3 separate regions of the Mus musculus genome follow, and all the other regions are linked to region 2. The links are chromatin contacts, called in public HiChIP or PLAC-seq maps. All regions are on one chromosome and are shown on one strand. Each heading gives the region's core, a stretch centred on a gene start, on an enhancer-like site or on the middle of the called end of the contact. The rest is flanking DNA. Distances are from core to core; before and after follow the strand shown.

Region 1 (3,127 bases), core at 186-2,685, 240 kb before region 2:
GAAAGGAGGTAGCAGGGACCTTTGTCAGAAACCCGTCTCTTAACGTGGCCCTGTAGCCTCAATGGGACCCCTGTCACTGGGATTCTGATGAAAGAGACAGAGGCATACTACCCCACTCCCCTCAAACACACACCCTCACTTTCATTTATTTCTTTAGTTCGTGTTCACAGGTCATTTAGCACATGTCAACCCTGTGCCAATGTCCCACAGTCACACCTTGCAGGACTCCATTCATGTCTTGATGGAGTAAACCCCACCAAGAGCACGTGACAGGAGGAAATAGGAGCAGTGCTAGGGAAAGCCCAGAGAGTGGCACAGTCCTGCAGGAGGGGACCCTAAGGGCAGCAAGAAGCTGATAGACTGGTCTCCCAGCACTTGAGAGACTGAGGCAGGAAGGCTATGAATCTGAGACCAGCCTGGGCTACATAGTGAAAACCTCTCTCGAAATAACCAGAGCTTAAGACCAGTGTGTGGCCTGCCATTCATGTGAAGGTCACCAACAGACAGAGGTAAGTAAAGAGAAGGAAAAGACAAAGTGTGCAAGCCAGGGTGTATGGGGGGGGGGGTGTCGAGGCCTGAGGAGTTCCGGTTCTTGGCCCACATGCCTTGTTTGTAAGGTGCTTCATTGTGCTGTATATTTCATTTTTTAAAACATTTATTTATTTTATGTATATATCTGCATGTATCTGTGTGCCAGAAGAGGGCATCAGAGCCCAGTACAGATGGTTGTGAGCCACCATGTGGCTGCTGGGAATTGAACTCAGGGCCTCTGGAAGTGCTCGTAACTGCTGAGCCATCTCTCCAGCCCCATGCAGTGTGTTTTAAATTCAGTAATTTCCCCCTCAATTGTAGCACACCCAAACACACACACAAACCACAGGTGCACACAGTGTGTGACTGACTCACTGAGTGGAATCTGTAGACTCTGTACTTAGTAGGTTCATAAAAAGAGCACACTCCCCGGTGTGCTGGCAGTATGATTCCCGTATTGGAGAAACAGGAGGGACTGAGGGTTCCAGGCTGGCCTAGGCTATGCTATGGGACCTTGTATCTGGAAACAGAGAGGGGATGAAGGGAGAGGAGAGAGAAAGCAAGCATGATGGGGCCGCAGTGGGAATGCATGGTTCAACTCAAAGGGTATGGCCCCTTTTCCAAGGCAAGAACTTACTTTCTGGGGTGCACAGGGAGCAAAAGAAATGAAGTTTTTTTTTTCCTCAGGTTCATTGGCAGAGTGTCTGCCTAACTTGCACAAGGCCCTGGGCTCCATCCCCCCACATAACACAAATAAATAAATAAATGAAAAAAAATTAAATATACAAAAGAAACACACCACTTCTTTTCCATGATTGTCTGGGAAAATTTGAGCCCCAGACTCCAGAATCTGCTCCCCCCTCCCTTCTCTCAGCCCAGCACAAACCACAGAGCGGAGCCAAGAACACTGAGTCAGAAGGGCCTGCCTGCTCTGGAAAGCCAGTTCTGTGAACACAAGTCAGGTTTTCCCTGACAAAGACGTTTCGACATGAGCCTCGGTGTCTCCATCTGTAAAATGGAGCTAGTAAACCAGGCAGTTCACAAGTTGTTACAAAGCCCCAGTGTGTGTCAAAGGTTTTTAGGAAATACTATGTACATTGCACACGTTTTAATGTTTATTTTATTTCTTTTTAAACTGTGGGGCACAAGTCCATGGAGGTCAGAGAACAACCGGAAGTATCTGGTTCTCTCCTTCTGCCTCACACAGGGCCTGAGCCATGTTGCCGGCCCACATTGCATACTTTTTAACCCAGACAGGCATCTGTCTCCTACCTCCAATCACCTGATTTTGGAGGAGGAACAATTCTAAGTACTCTGACTTAGAATGTCTCCCCAGCCCTGGCTTCCGGTGTTCCAGCCTGGAACCTCAGACCTGAGCTTCAGTGAGATTCCAGGAGCAAGTTTACCAAGTTAGAGGAAGCCAGGCAGGGGAGATGGCATTCCAGGCGGCATGTCAGCTCGTGAGTCAGGGCTGGGAAGGCCCGTTCTGGGTCCCTGGAGGTGGGGGAGGACTTGCCTCTCTGGCTCTGGGCCCAGGCCGGGTTGCTCATTTGCATATATCTGCATGTATGTAAGTTTCACCTGCTTACATTGGCAGGGCTGAGAGAGACACCTGTGCAGAAAGCACAGCAGGATCCAATTTTACAGGGCTGGCTACTTGATGGAGCATCAACCCAGAATCTTGGTCCTGCTCCATGACCTGATGAAAAGCCTTTGGACCTCTGAATGGAACACAGGCTCTTTCCCTGGGCTCCCCTGGTTGCCCAGGCCAGGAACCTCAGTCTTTCTCCTACTCTTCCCGGTCCCACTCACCAAGTCCACTTGGGGGTTGTCCTTTCTTCACCTTTCTCTTGGCTCTCTTCTTTTCCATTGCCTCTGCCACCACGCCCTTGGGGAGTCCCACTTCACTGCACATTTGACCCATTGCAAGTCTCTCTTCCTCAAATCTCTGCCGCCCTATGAGCCCTTCCCCAATCCACCGTGGTACCCAAGGCAACCCAGGGAAGCAGCCCCTCTACTCCCATCTGGGTCCAACCTTCCCATCACTCAAGGTCACAGCACACTGCCTCCTTGGCTTCCATGGCTCTTACCTTGCAGCCTAATGAACAAAGGCCCTGCATGTGCCTTTTCTGTTAATAAGAACAGGACTCCCTTACCTGGGATGTGTAGCACAGGAGTTCCAATTATTCATATTATTTATAATATTAATATAATATAATGACTATGATATAATAATTACTATAACTCATTATTAATCTTATTTCTTTTCTTACTGCCTTCATAGCAGACACTGCTCTCCAGCAGCCTCCTCCTCTTTCTCAGGCTTTTCTCTGCCCTTGCTGCATAGCATTTCTCCAGGGAAGAGAGTCAGTCCCCTGGCAGTGATGGTAGCCAGCGAGCTGGGGATCCCCATTGCTTTAAGAAAGGGTATTTGGCCCTTTTGTGCCTCAGTGTTCTCATTTGTAAAAGAGAGGATAATATACGTATCTGCATTGGATATGGACTCTATCTTATACAGAAATATTGTCATCATTAGATAAAGAGAGGCACTTAAGTCCTTAGCATAGTGCTTGCCACACAGACAACATATTGTATA
Region 2 (3,123 bases), core at 149-2,648:
AAAGGTGCAATCTAAATCCTCCCCAGTAGGAGTTCAAGGAAATAGTGGAAACTGTAGCTGTGAGCCAGTCCCACCCCTGGAAGAGTGAGGAAATAAACCCATGACTTCATGTTTTCATAGGGCTACTCAAGATCACCACGTCCACAGTTGTGAGCGGCCTAAGCAGATAGCAGCAACATAGTCACCAGCGGAACTGCCCAGGCATTACCAATCTATTACAGATTTACTGTTGCATTTATGTTAGTGGACCGATTTTCTTTATGGTTTGCATGGGGGGGGGGGGTTGAACCCAGGGTTTCACGCATGCTCTGCTAAGTATAGCTCTAATTGAGCTATAACCCAAAGCACAGCAGAATGTCCCAAACCCAAACTGTAACGTTGCTGTTCCATAATGGGGGGCTCATATCTCCCTCCCCATTTGCAGAGTTCTGTTTCAGACCAGGAGACTGGAATCAATGACATATTATTAAGACTATTTAAAAACCACATCCAAACATTACATCAGAACTTAAAGAATTCTTTCCAGAGTCAAATTCAAGCAAAGAACAGGCTGCTGCTCTGCGTGCTGTTCTTGGGAAGCTGCAGTAGACAGCTTAGGCCTTAGTCTTTAGAAAACCTGGCATCTTCTGACCTTGGATGCTTGAGGGCTGAAGGTGGACAGTCCTCAGAGATGGATGCGGTCCAAATCCAAAGCCATCTGACAGAGCCACTAATATTTACTGCCATTTCTAATGACCTATAATTGTGGTTTGGGGTTTTCTAATTCAGTACAAATAGGAATAAGAAAAGAAAGCGACAGACAGGATTTGAAAACCCTTCTGCTTCCTTGTAACCGCTGTGTCCCTCTAGTTAATTTGGGGTAATTATCCCTCGTTGCTTTTACAACGCTGCAATTTTTTTATTATTATTATTTTGGAAATAAATGCTTCTAAAGTTGTCTAAAACTTGGTGGTCGGTGTGTGAGTTTAATGCTGGCTAGGGAATGTGAGAAACGAAGTGGTAGCCCACCGCTTTAAACCCAAGCGCTCAGGAGGCAGAGACACGCAGATCTCTTTTGAGGTTCAGGCCATCTGGGTCTTCAGAGAGTTCCAGGTCAGTCTGAGCTAAAGAGGAGAGTGGGTCCTGGGGTGGGGGTGGGGAGAAAGGAAGAAGAGAAAAAAAGCCTGAAAAGCCAGCTGGAAAAGCGTGCAAGGATCAGGACATCAAGGCCAGCCTCAGCCACCTCAGGAGTTCATGGCTGTCCCAGCTACATGCATGCTCTTCTAAAAGGTGTGAGAAAGAGCTTTCCAGCTGACTTCCTGGGCTGCATTCCACAGTGATAAGGAAATCCTGAGGACTCCTAATGGCTCTTCCAGCCTGCCTGACTCACTGTACCCAGCCACACTGTGGCAGCTGGGCCCACACTCACCCTGGCTTCTGCGAGTCTCTGGCAGCTAGTGGGAGGGGCTTACTCAAGAGGCAGAGGAGCTACAGGGCACGGCCTGTTTGACTTGAGGACCCCAGTCCAGTGTTTCTCCCTAAAGCCGGCCACCTTCTGTCTAAGGTGTTTTAAGGCTCCCTCCTCCAGCCTCTGTCCTTCACATAACAGCCTCCACAAGTTAACAATTGCATCCTCACGATCTTCACAGCCAAACCCTTCTGGTTACTGGAGTCCTTAGCTGCACTCTAGAGGTGAGGACACTGAAGTCCAGAGAAGTTAAGCCACCTGCCTTTTGCCCAGCTGCTGTTAAGGGGCAACACAGGCTCCATCCTAACGAATTTGACTCCCACCACAGCTGGGCATGAAAGGGGCTTTCTAGTTCTACGATCAAAAAAACTTCATCATGGGCACTCATCCAAGCTATGGCCTCCATATTCTGCTCCTCGGTCTCTGCGAATGCCAGACGTTATTATCTCCCTCTCCACTCCTCTCCCAGCACCGCCCCTCCCCCGCACTCCCCCATTTCTTTCCCCCTCCCGTCGTCCCCCCCCCCCCCCCCCCGCCATCCTCGACAGCCTGGTGGTCTTCCTGAGGTGTCTGGTCTCTACTCTGTGAGCTTTTGGTCCCTTGCATAGTGGTCCTGTCTCCCAAAGGGACCCAACCCCCAGCTGTCCCTCAGGTCCTGTTGCTGGAGGCAGTGCGGGTGCCACGTCCTGCAGAGCACTGGTGGCCTGCCAATGCAGCTGGCCCGCCCTCCCTGGTGGCGCAAGGCCTGCCTGGGTGTGTCCTGCCCAGCACGGACCCTGCTCCAGAGCAGCATTGCAGAGACAGTCCCTTCCCCTGTCTCCTGCTGCTGCTTCCAGTGCCACCTCAATGCTCTGCCTCCCCTAACTCTCAGGATGTTTCAGAGACTCTTCTGAGATCCCACTTCTGCCCACCTCACACCAGGTTCTCCCACAAGCAGGTCTCACTGTGCTGTTGGCTGGCTGATAATGGGGAATGAGGTGGGGGCGGGGCTGGGGAGAAGGGGAGGTTTTAGTAGAAGTAAAGGAGGAAGGGGAGATGATGCAAATACATTTTAATTAAATATATAATTAAATATTTATTTATAAATATTTTAAAATGTAAATGCTAAATTTAAAATAAAAATACATACTACTAAATATATAATAAATGGAAAATAATAACCATAGGGGGAGGGGCAGATGGTGCTGGGAGCCCTGGAGGAGCTCTTGCATCCTGTTCCTGTCTCTTCTAGCATCTTGCCTAGTGGGTTTTGAATGCTCAGAGAATACTGGAGGACTGTTTAGGCTCTGCCCTCAGGTCTCCATTTCAAATCCCAGCCTCCCTTTTCTCTGCCACGTGATCTTGGGCAAGTTTCTTTCCTTCTCTGTACCACCCTCATTTGTTCTATCTCTAAAATGGCGAGAACGATCCTTTGGTTTTATGAAAATGTAAGGGCCTTCGTAGCTAGTCCAGTGGCAGAAGTGTAGCCTCCTGTTTCCTCCTGGGACCCTTCTCCCCTGCCTGGCCCCAGTTAGCATCCTGAGCCCAAATCCTTCTCATTCCCCTTCCCTCTCCCAGGGACTCACGGGTCCCTGTGCTTCTGACTCAGGCCAAAGAGCTCTCAGATCTAAGGAGAGACTTGGGAGGTAGAGGCAGGAGGATCAGGAGTTCAAGGTCATCTTTGGCTACATGGTTAG
Region 3 (3,298 bases), core at 329-2,828, 170 kb before region 2:
GCAGGAGAGGACTGGGGCTTTGTAGGCAGAGACTACCCAAGCTACGGGTCTTGAGAAAGCAAGAGCAGGCTGTGAGCATGAGGTGCCACCTGCTTGCCTGGGTTGCATGGGGAGGACAATAGGGTCACCAGCGGAGGAACCATGGTGACTGGGAAGGGATTGTTCTGTGTCTCATCGAATCTGGGGCTCGAGGGGGAACTGACTGGTCTCCCAGTGCCCAGGTGAGACGTCTCCAACAGAAGTGAAGTGACGGCCTTGGGCCAGATGCCAGGGGCTTCCCTAGTCCGACCGGAGCCAGTCCTCGGGAGTCCTGAGACTCAGGCATGGTTATCATTCTTTGCAGAGGAAGGGACTGGAGCTCTGGATGGGTTAGAGTCGAATGTGCACTGGGCTGAGTCACTCCCCTCTAAAATCCCCCACCCCAAATCTGTCCCATCCCATCCCATCCCATCCCATCCCATCCCATCCCATCCCCCAACCCTGCTGGCATCCGGCCAGGACCTTGGCCCTATTTGCACACTGGTAGGTAGGGTGGATGTCATTTGTGGACAGGAAAACAAGATTATCATAAATGAATAAAGTGGAGGCAGTCAGGCTGCAGCCAGGCCACCTAGAGAGCTACACAGGACTGAGGGATTCAGGGCAGTATTTAAGGGCCTGCAGGAACTGGCACCCCTGGGGAGGCTGTGTTGGTTTAGCTTCCTGTGGAAGCCAGGCCAGCCATAGCCTGCTCAGCAGCACAAGGAAAGAGCTTTTTGTTGGTGTGTGGATCTAGACTGTCATAGGGTCCCTCTGGGCTCTGGACTCTTTGTCCCCATCAGCATCCTGGACCTGGTCAGGTTGTCAGCTTGGATTTCTACCTAGAAGGCCCTCTTGGTCCCACACTCACAACCCAGACTCTTTTCCCTGTCTCAGCCCTCTCTGTCTCCTCCGCATCCTTCTAGGTACTAGCTCCTGTTCACACATCCTAATCTAAACATCTCTCAAATCCATCCACATCTCTATGACCCCTCATCCTCTCTTACCTCCATCCACTCACACACACCTGGTCTCCTTGATGCTCTGAATAATCTCCAGGTTGTCAGCTTGTTGCCTGAAGGAACCAGCTAATGTTCCCTTTGGGTATAGACTGATGAAGCCCTATTCTGGATGAAGCACCTAGGGCTACCTGAACACGATCCCCAGGAGTATCTGTGCTTGTGGTTTTTACTGTCTACCCTTGCTCTTACGGTCCCCTCGTCTCTCCCACCACATCTGCCTCTCTTAACCCTTGTCTTTTTCACTGTAACGGAGGTGAGGTGAGCTCTGTTCTGTGCTGCACCCCAAGAATATAACAGAGAGCAGTTCTGCCATTGAGGGCATAGCCTTGATGCCCTTCCAAGCCTCACCTGAGGGGTAGAGTGGGCGGGGTGGGGGATGGGCAAGAGAGAAAGAGTCAGAAAGTAAGACCTTCATCTAAGTCCCCATGGACTGCCCCCACCGGACCCCACTAAATCTTTCCTTGTCTCCACCCACTCCCAGGCTCTGGTCTTTCCTCTCTCCCCCTTCTCAGTGGTCTGAGTCATCTGTGCCCTGGGCCCTCATCTCTGGCAATGCTGTCATATCCTGCCCACTCCCTGCCAGGGAGGAGGAGGGCTACCCCTGCTAAGGTGGGACTCCCTGCATCTTAGTAGGTGTCCTCGACAGGCCAGGCTTCACCTATCCCAGAGAGGTCCTATTGATGAGCTTTTTTTGTGTGATTCTAACAGGAGAGAGCATGAACCAGAGGGGCGGGCGAGCTGAGGCTGGCTCCCAGCTCTAAACCCACGTGGGGCCAGTCAGACCTGACCACCAGTTTCAGGCTTCTGGGAACGCAGTTTGTGTTTCCCATTTTGCCTGACCTAGGATGGCTACCTTCTCAGCTCTGCACCAGCTTGCAAGGAGTTTTCAGGTCAGTGGTACATATGTCCACTGCCTTCCTGCCAGGTGACCCCAGGATGGGAGGAGGAGTGGGAGGAGGGGGGGAGAACAGGAGGAGGGGTAGGAGGACGTGTCTACCTGTATTACTCAGGCCCTAGGTTATGCAGAGTTGGCCAGGAGGAGGAAGTGAGTCAGTGGGCACAGCAATTCATGCCTCCAAATTCTGACTTTCCTTTTCAACCCACTGAGCCAAAACGTTTGTCCCAACAGGATCTCGGGGTGGGGGAGGGGTGGGCGGCAGTGGAAGTTAAAGAGACAGAGCCTCTCGCTCAGTTCCATTGAGTTTTATTTATTTTTTGAGGGTGAAAGGTTGTAAGGGCATGTGGCTGACTGAGGCCAGCTAGACACATGGGAAGTTGAAGACCTGCTGAACGTCAAGGGCTGTCACAGGGCTGGGAAATACAGGCGTCATCACAGGGAATATGACAGCTGGCCCTAGGGTGTTAATGACTGGGCCCTAGGTTTGCTGCTTTAAGAAACCTGTGAGTTTTGAATCTTTGCTCCCAATATACAGATAAGGAAATTGAGGCTAATGGGAGGGAAGAGACTTGTTTAAGGTCACAATCCCACAACTCTAATAACCACACTGCCATCTCACACTCGAAGTCAGTGCAAGGCCTGGAAGTTTCCAGTGAGTGTGTGTCTCTGCTGTTTTGCGTTCGTGTGACTGTGATGGAGAGAGTCGCTGAGAGTGGAAACGCACAAAAGATTTCAAAGAACAGAGGCCAGCCTGGTCTACAAAGTGAGCTCCAGGACAGCCAGGGCTATACAGAGAAACCCTGTCTCGAAAAACCAAAAAAAAAAAAAAAAAAAAAAAAAAAAAAAGATTTCAAAGAACAAACAAGTGGACATTTTCCAAGTGCTCTGGCAGGCAAAGGGCATCCCTGGAAGAGTAGCCATAGGTGAAGGGTGGTGGCCTGGCTGGTCTTGTTTGAGGAATTCCCTTGGGAGTGGAATGAGACTCAGTGACAGGCTGGGGCAGTGGGGGGATGGGAGGAGCAGGCTGCAGATGGAGAGGGATTTGTAGGGTCTGAGGCTGTAGCCTGGGGGGACTCTGCAGGGGTCATCAGCAGGTGAACACTCGCCCATAGGGGTCATGGGAAGGTGACCTCTGGAAGAATGGTGGGAGGAGACAGTGAGGGAGAACCCAGGAGAGCAGGGCTTTGAATGAAAGGCAGAGGGTTGGGGCTGGAGAGATGGCTCAGTGGTTAAGAACACCGACTGCTCTTCAGAAGGTCCTGAGTTCAAATCCCAGCAACCACATGGTGGCTCACAACCATCCGTAATGAGATCTGACGCCCTCTTCTGGTGCATCTGAAGACAGCTACAGTGTACTTAG

What was found. HiChIP or PLAC-seq counts read pairs in DNA pulled down with a chosen protein or histone mark.
Region 1: a contact with region 2 is called in a FOXA1 HiChIP or PLAC-seq map of pancreatic cancer cells. The contact joins two enhancer-like sites. A contact is called at or near these places in 2 of 39 promoter capture datasets (liver and pre-B cells), 1 of 115 datasets of contacts at active chromatin or transcription factors (pancreatic cancer cells) and 1 of 9 other capture datasets (liver).
Region 3: a contact with region 2 is called in a FOXA1 HiChIP or PLAC-seq map of pancreatic cancer cells. The contact joins two enhancer-like sites. A contact is called at or near these places in 1 of 39 promoter capture datasets (pre-B cells), 1 of 115 datasets of contacts at active chromatin or transcription factors (pancreatic cancer cells) and 2 of 9 other capture datasets (adipose tissue and liver).

What each region holds. Positions count from the first base shown.
Region 1 is chr11:95,152,204-95,155,330 of GRCm38.p6, reverse strand. The region is part of intron 1 of Dlx4os (distal-less homeobox 4, opposite strand); the gene reads right to left. Among named protein-coding and RNA genes, the nearest start is that of Dlx4, 8.0 kb to the right of the region's middle. Within about 2 kb of position 1,435, at least 19 of the 459 cell types and tissues checked have an H3K27ac peak or open chromatin away from gene starts, as enhancers often do. A contact at or near this core is called in pancreatic cancer cells, where this site is marked.
Region 2 is chr11:94,914,931-94,918,053 of GRCm38.p6, reverse strand. No RefSeq gene overlaps it. Among named protein-coding and RNA genes, the nearest start is that of Gm46293, 18 kb to the left of the region's middle. Within about 2 kb of position 1,398, at least 95 of the 459 cell types and tissues checked have an H3K27ac peak or open chromatin away from gene starts, as enhancers often do. A contact at or near this core is called in adipose tissue and pancreatic cancer cells, where this site is marked.
Region 3 is chr11:95,084,716-95,088,013 of GRCm38.p6, reverse strand. No RefSeq gene overlaps it. Among named protein-coding and RNA genes, the nearest start is that of Itga3, 9.7 kb to the right of the region's middle. Within about 2 kb of position 1,578, at least 69 of the 459 cell types and tissues checked have an H3K27ac peak or open chromatin away from gene starts, as enhancers often do. A contact at or near this core is called in adipose tissue and pancreatic cancer cells, where this site is marked.